Linked DNA regions of Canis lupus: region 1 is linked to region 2. The links are chromatin contacts, called in public Hi-C maps. All regions are on one chromosome and are shown on one strand. Each heading gives the region's core, a stretch centred on a gene start, on an enhancer-like site or on the middle of the called end of the contact. The rest is flanking DNA. Distances are from core to core; before and after follow the strand shown.

Region 1 (2,700 bases), core at 61-2,560, 190 kb before region 2:
CCAAGGACATTTTATTGGCAGGACACCCTTGGTGGCATAGGGCAGAGACAAAGGTGTCAAGACATGGACCCTGTCTTCAAGGAGCTTATAGTCAAGAAGGTGAGATAAGACATGTACACAGAAAATTACAGTACAAAGTAGAGTGGGATAAGTGTTATGATAGAGTGCCTTTGTTGCTCAGCAAAGGGTGAAATTAATTTTCTTCTTCCAAGAGCTGGAGGCAGCAGGCCAAATCAGAGGGTCATCCTTGGAATGGTAAGCCTAGTCTCAGAAAGTCTCTGGGAGAAACTTGGAGGTAATCTAGCCCACCCAGGATTTCCTATCCAGAGTAAATGACTTTAAGATGAAAACAAACAGTGGAACTCTAAAGAAAAACTGAGGGAAGAGACTGTGGGAAGGGAACAAGAGATGAATTCACTTTGAGGTGCTGAGGTTCTGGTGTAAGCAACTTACTCCCAAAAGGATTACTGAAGGCCAGGAAATGGATGAGATCAGAGAGGGACGGAGTGTCTGGAGAGAGGAGGGGAGAAAACAGAAACTGAGGAACACCCACGTTCCAGAGAGTCAGAGAAGGAGTGGCCAGAGAGAGACGTGAGAAAAGACCCAGTAGGACACCTTGCCTCAAAGTTGTTTTTTGTTTTTTTGGGGTTTTTTTTGCCTCAAAGTTTCTAAAAAGGGAGTGGTGGGTATGGAAGACAGGCCTGGAGGAAACCCCAAGGAAGCACGAGAGAAAACTGCAGCATAGGGATTGAGGTTAGACGTGAGGTTGCCAAGGACCTTTCGATGAATGGAGGCTTTTCCAGGGACTCCACAAATAGATGGATTCCCAGTGCCTGGTACATTTTAAGATGGAGCTCTCCCGGAGGCCGGGGGTGGGGGGCAGGGCTGTGCCCTCTAATCTCCAAAATCTGGGGTTCAGCTCTGTAATTAGCACCACCTCTCCTAACCCTAACCAGTCCCTGCAGGAACTGAAAAGCTGAAGAACGAACTTGGGAGGGATTTCACACCCGGCTCTCCGGCCCAGCCCGGTGAAGTCCCGTTTCATCACGCAGCCCTAATGACTCTTTTGGCTGTCACTCTCGGCCGATACTGCCCACAATCTGACTAAACCCTTTTGCAAAAGTTTGCAGCATGCATCCCGGGCTGACTACAGCTCCCAGAGTTCCCGGGCGCTTCCCGGTGCGGATTGGCCGGGCGTTGGGTTCCAGGGGGAGGTGCCGCCCCCGCCTCCCCGGGAAACAGGCCTCTGATTGGCTGCGGCGCGGAGCTTTTGTGTCCCCGCCCTCCCCCGGGGACCGCAGCAGGCTGAGCGGCGCTGCTGGTGTCAGAGCCCGGCGAGCGCTGGCAGTTCCGCGGCGGGGATGCTGGGGAGCGCTGGCTTGGCGAGCGGCCGTGGCCACTGCGGACTTCCGAGGCACTCCGGGCCGTGAAAACCCCAGGGCCGCGGCCCATCCCCGACTGCCGAGGCCACTCAGCCTTCCAGAAGCCGGCCGACCGGAGAGTCCGGCGGAGGAGCGCCCGTTCGCTGGTTCTGGGCTCTCGGAGCGTTCTGGAACCCCGAGAGACTCCCCGGGGCTCTAGGACCTCCCCAGCGGCCCCTAGCCCCGGCTTCCTGGGTGCGTGCGTGCCAACCCCCGTCGGGTGCCCGGCGAGCCGTGGCCAGATCCTGGCACACACCATGATCGTTGCAGACTCCGAGTGCCGCGCAGAGCTCAAGGGCTACCTGCCGTTCGCCCCGGGCGGCGGCGGCGGCGGCGGCGGCGGCGGCCCCGGGGCGGGAGAGGTAAGCAGCGGCCGAGCGACGCCACTCTTCGTTTGAGTCCCGAACTGAGTCTTTGCGCAGCGCCCCCTCGGCCCCCCCACAACGCCCCGGGCTCGGGGGTCGGGTGGGGGGGAGGCGGAGTGGAGCGCGTAACCTGGGAATGGGGTTGCATCAACTGGCAGTGGCGGCCCTCTCCGCCCCCTCCCCCCCCGGGCTGTGGAACCTTCCCTGGCTCCCTCGGACTCCCGGCCAATGAGAGGGGAGCCTTCTCGAGGTTATCTTGGGTTTGGGCTCTCGACGGGAGAATCTTCAAGTCCAGGCAGATCCCCGGCGCTGCGGCCGGACCACTCCTCCTCCCCGCCCCCTTCCGCAGAGTCCCTTCCTCTAGGCTGGGGCTGCTGGCGGAGGACTCTTTCCAGGGTACGACCCGGTTCCCGTCTCCCAGTGCGGGGATTGGGGCACCTGGGACTTGCCAGCCGAGGTCGAGCGCGTCCCCCGCCCACGCCTGCACCCCCAGTTGGGAGCGGGGGAGCGTCGGCGTTCCGGGGCCGCGGCTGGCCGCGGGGTACGCGGCGGCGGCCAAAGCTGGGGGAGGAGGGGAGAAACCCTGGACCCGGCTCGGGAAGGCGAGCGTCCATTAGGTTGAGCCCTACTAAGCGGTCTGAGGTCCCAGAAGTTTGTTTCGCAGGAACTCTTTGCAGGGAAGCTAGGAAGAGGCTGGGCCTAATCTGACACACCTCCTGCCTCCCCCCCCCCCCCCCCCCCCCAGCGACAGGGGACATCTTATCATTTAAGCACTAGCACTACTAGGTGCTGGTCTCGGGTTTTGCCTTTTCTGAGTCCTTAAGTACTAAACTAGCTAAATAGAGCTACACTATAGCCCCATTTTCCAGGGTGAGGAAATTGAGGCCCAGGAGGGACTTCCTTCACTAGCCCCA
Region 2 (2,700 bases), core at 101-2,600:
CAGGACATGATCTTGGAGTCCCCAGATGGAGTCCTGCATTGAGTCCCTCATCGGGCTCCCTGGATGGAGCCTGCTTCTCCCTCTGCCTGTGTCTCTGCCCCTCTCTCTGTGTCTCTCATGAATAAATAAAATCTTTTTAAAAATAAATAAAAATAAAATAAAATCTAGGTAATGGGACACCTGGGTGGCTCAGTGGTTGAGTGGCTGCCCTCAGGGTCAGGGCTTGGTCCAGGGGTCCTAGGATGAGTCCCACATCAGGCTCCCTACATGGACCCTGCTTCTCTGTCTGCCTCTGTTTCTCATGAGTAAATAAATAAAATCTTAAAAATAAATTTTAAAAAAATCTAGGTAAATGATACCACTGTCTTAGAATTGCTGTGCTAGTAAATAACCTATGTAAAGAATCCGGCACAAAATCTTATGTGAGGAACACTATAAGTGTTTGCACTCATTATAGCCCAGCTATGATGGCTCTGTGTTATTTTTACATTAACTCTATCCGCTTAACACCATATTCAAAATCCTATCACATTTGCAAAATTTCACATGTAATATGTATCTCCAGGATTCTTTACATGCCTACTTTATATCACACGACTGTGTGTTAAAATATACTTGATGTAAAATTTACCTTTTTAACCTTTTTAGGCGTACAGTTCGGAAGTATCGAATACATCCATTATCGTGTACAGGAGGCTTTTAGTTTTAGCCAATTTATGTGAAAGCCTTTCTGTCCTATTTTCCTATCATTTATCAAAAGTTCATTTCACATGTGACAGGGCAGATTCAATCACTGTTGAGATCCTGCATTTCTCTAGATGGCTTTTTCCTCTCTCTCTTTTTTTAAAAATGATTTCGTTTATTTATTCATGAGAGACACAGAGAGAAGCAGGCTCCATGCGGGAAGCCCGATGCGGGACTCGATCCCACGATCCCAGGACCACGGCCTGGGCCGAAGGCAGGCGCTCTACCGCTGAGCCACCCAGGCGTCCCTAGGCGGCTTTTTTTCATTTTGCATAGAATTACTCCAAAGCGTTGGGGGATGGAGGCTAGCGGGTTTATCTCAGTCTATATCGTCCAGACTGGGCGAGCGGATTGCTGAGGAGCACCCTTGCTGCTCAGCACCAGGCTACATACTCCCAAACTCCGTTTCCGTAATTCACATTCTCCAGCAGGTTCCCACGCGCGAGGCTCTATTGTCGCGAGAAGCCTCTGAGTCGGGTAGGGGTGGGGCTTAAACTCCCAGCATCCTTTGCGAATTTCCGATTCCCTAACTGCGCAGGGCGCTGCGCAGGCGCAATAGAGATACCTTGACTTCCGCCCGCTTCAGAAGGTATAAATAAGGATGCCTTGGGGGTTGTACGGCCTTTTGGAGAAAGACTGCGGCGCCGTTTGGTCTTTAGTAGGTAAGAGTTTTACCCTTTCGGTTGGTTACTTCTAGCTTTAGTACCCCGGGGCCTGCCAGCAAGCTGTTCCTGTGGGCATCGTGCTCTCTGGAGCCCCTTCTGCGGCGTCCATGCTGACTACGCTTGCTCGCGCAGCGGGGCTGGGCAGGATGTGGGCCGCGGAGGCCTCGCGAGCCGCGGGCCTTGCGCATAGTCCAGGCGCTCGCGCTGAGACCTACGGGGCTGCCGCTTCACGCACCAGGATGCCAGATGCTCGGCCCACCCCGCCCCTGTTGTTTGATCTGGTCTCCTAGGAAGCGGTGGGATTGCATGCCGATCATTCTATTCCCGACGGCCCATCGGAGATTAAGAATCGATTTCGAAAGCGAGCGTTCTTAATTCTGCCGCTTGTTTTATGACGTAGGGTGATCTCAGGGCGCACTCCTGATGGCCGAGTTGTAGATAGGACCCGTAATTGCTGTGTCAGCGCTCTGGATGTGCCATTTCTTTTCTTTTTAAACATTTTATTCATGAAAGAGAGAGGCAGAGGGAGAAACCGGCTCCATGCAGGGAGCCCGATGCGGGACTCGATCCCGGGTCTCCAGGATCACGCCCTGGGCCGAAGGCGGCGCTGAGCCACCCAGGGACCCGCTGGATGTGCCATTTCTTAAACAGTAGTGCTAATCGCCTACTGGGATTTTTAGCTCTGTTTTGGGTACCTGGCTGAAAGTGCATTTAGACTACTGACCTGAGACTCCTGGTCGGTATTGAACTCGAACTTCGTTGACACTTGGGAATTTAGTATCTACCCCAGAATGGATATCCTGGGGAAGTCACCCTCTACTGGTTGAAATTTATTTCTAGCTCTTTAGTTAGCAAATGAAATTACGGTGACCAACGTGGATACTCCCGGGAGGTCACTCTCCCCGGGCTCTGTCCAGGTGGCGTGCGGGAGCTCAGGGCTCTGCCCGGTGACGTACAGTCCCCTTCCACAACGTTGGAGATGAAGCCGGGCCTTGAGTCTGCGCCTGCATATTCCTACAGCTTCTCAGAGTCCTGTGGACCATGACTGAGGAGACAAACCATGCAGGAAACAGCTCTCTAGAGCACCCCCTATCTGGATATAGGTTGATTGGAAAGAAATCTGCTTTTATTACCTGCTGTACAACTGGATTAAGCTCTTACCTTACTTTGTTTTTGCAGCAATGGCTAAGGATTCCAAATAATTTGATCTGAGGTAAGTAAATCCAAAAATTGGGGGTAAGAATTGGTTTTGGCTTGTCGGTGTTTTCCTGTTGACATTTAATCATTCCAG

Evidence for each region. Hi-C and Micro-C count contacts between places; a contact is called where the count stands out from the background.
Region 1: a contact with region 2 is called in a Hi-C map of blood, with 2.5 times the contacts expected there. The contact joins the promoter of SESN2 here to the promoter of SNHG3 in region 2. A contact is called at or near these places in 4 of 9 Hi-C or Micro-C datasets (amygdala, blood, liver and 1 more).

What each region holds. Positions count from the first base shown.
Region 1 is chr2:71,562,038-71,564,737 of UU_Cfam_GSD_1.0, reverse strand. It overlaps SESN2 (sestrin-2), which reads left to right and starts at 1,310. Exons shown (of 10, transcript XM_038531375.1): 1 at 1,310-1,783. The coding sequence starts at 1,679.
Region 2 is chr2:71,367,891-71,370,590 of UU_Cfam_GSD_1.0, reverse strand. It overlaps SNHG3 (small nucleolar RNA host gene 3 (non-protein coding)), which reads left to right and starts at 1,350. Exons shown (of 3, transcript NR_038068.1): 1 at 1,350-1,406; 2 at 2,589-2,622. It overlaps LOC111093268 (a long non-coding RNA gene), which reads right to left. Exons shown (of 4, transcript XR_005355918.1): 2 at 1,310-2,700. It overlaps LOC119870553 (a small nucleolar RNA gene), which reads left to right and starts at 2,280; the gene lies at 2,280-2,484.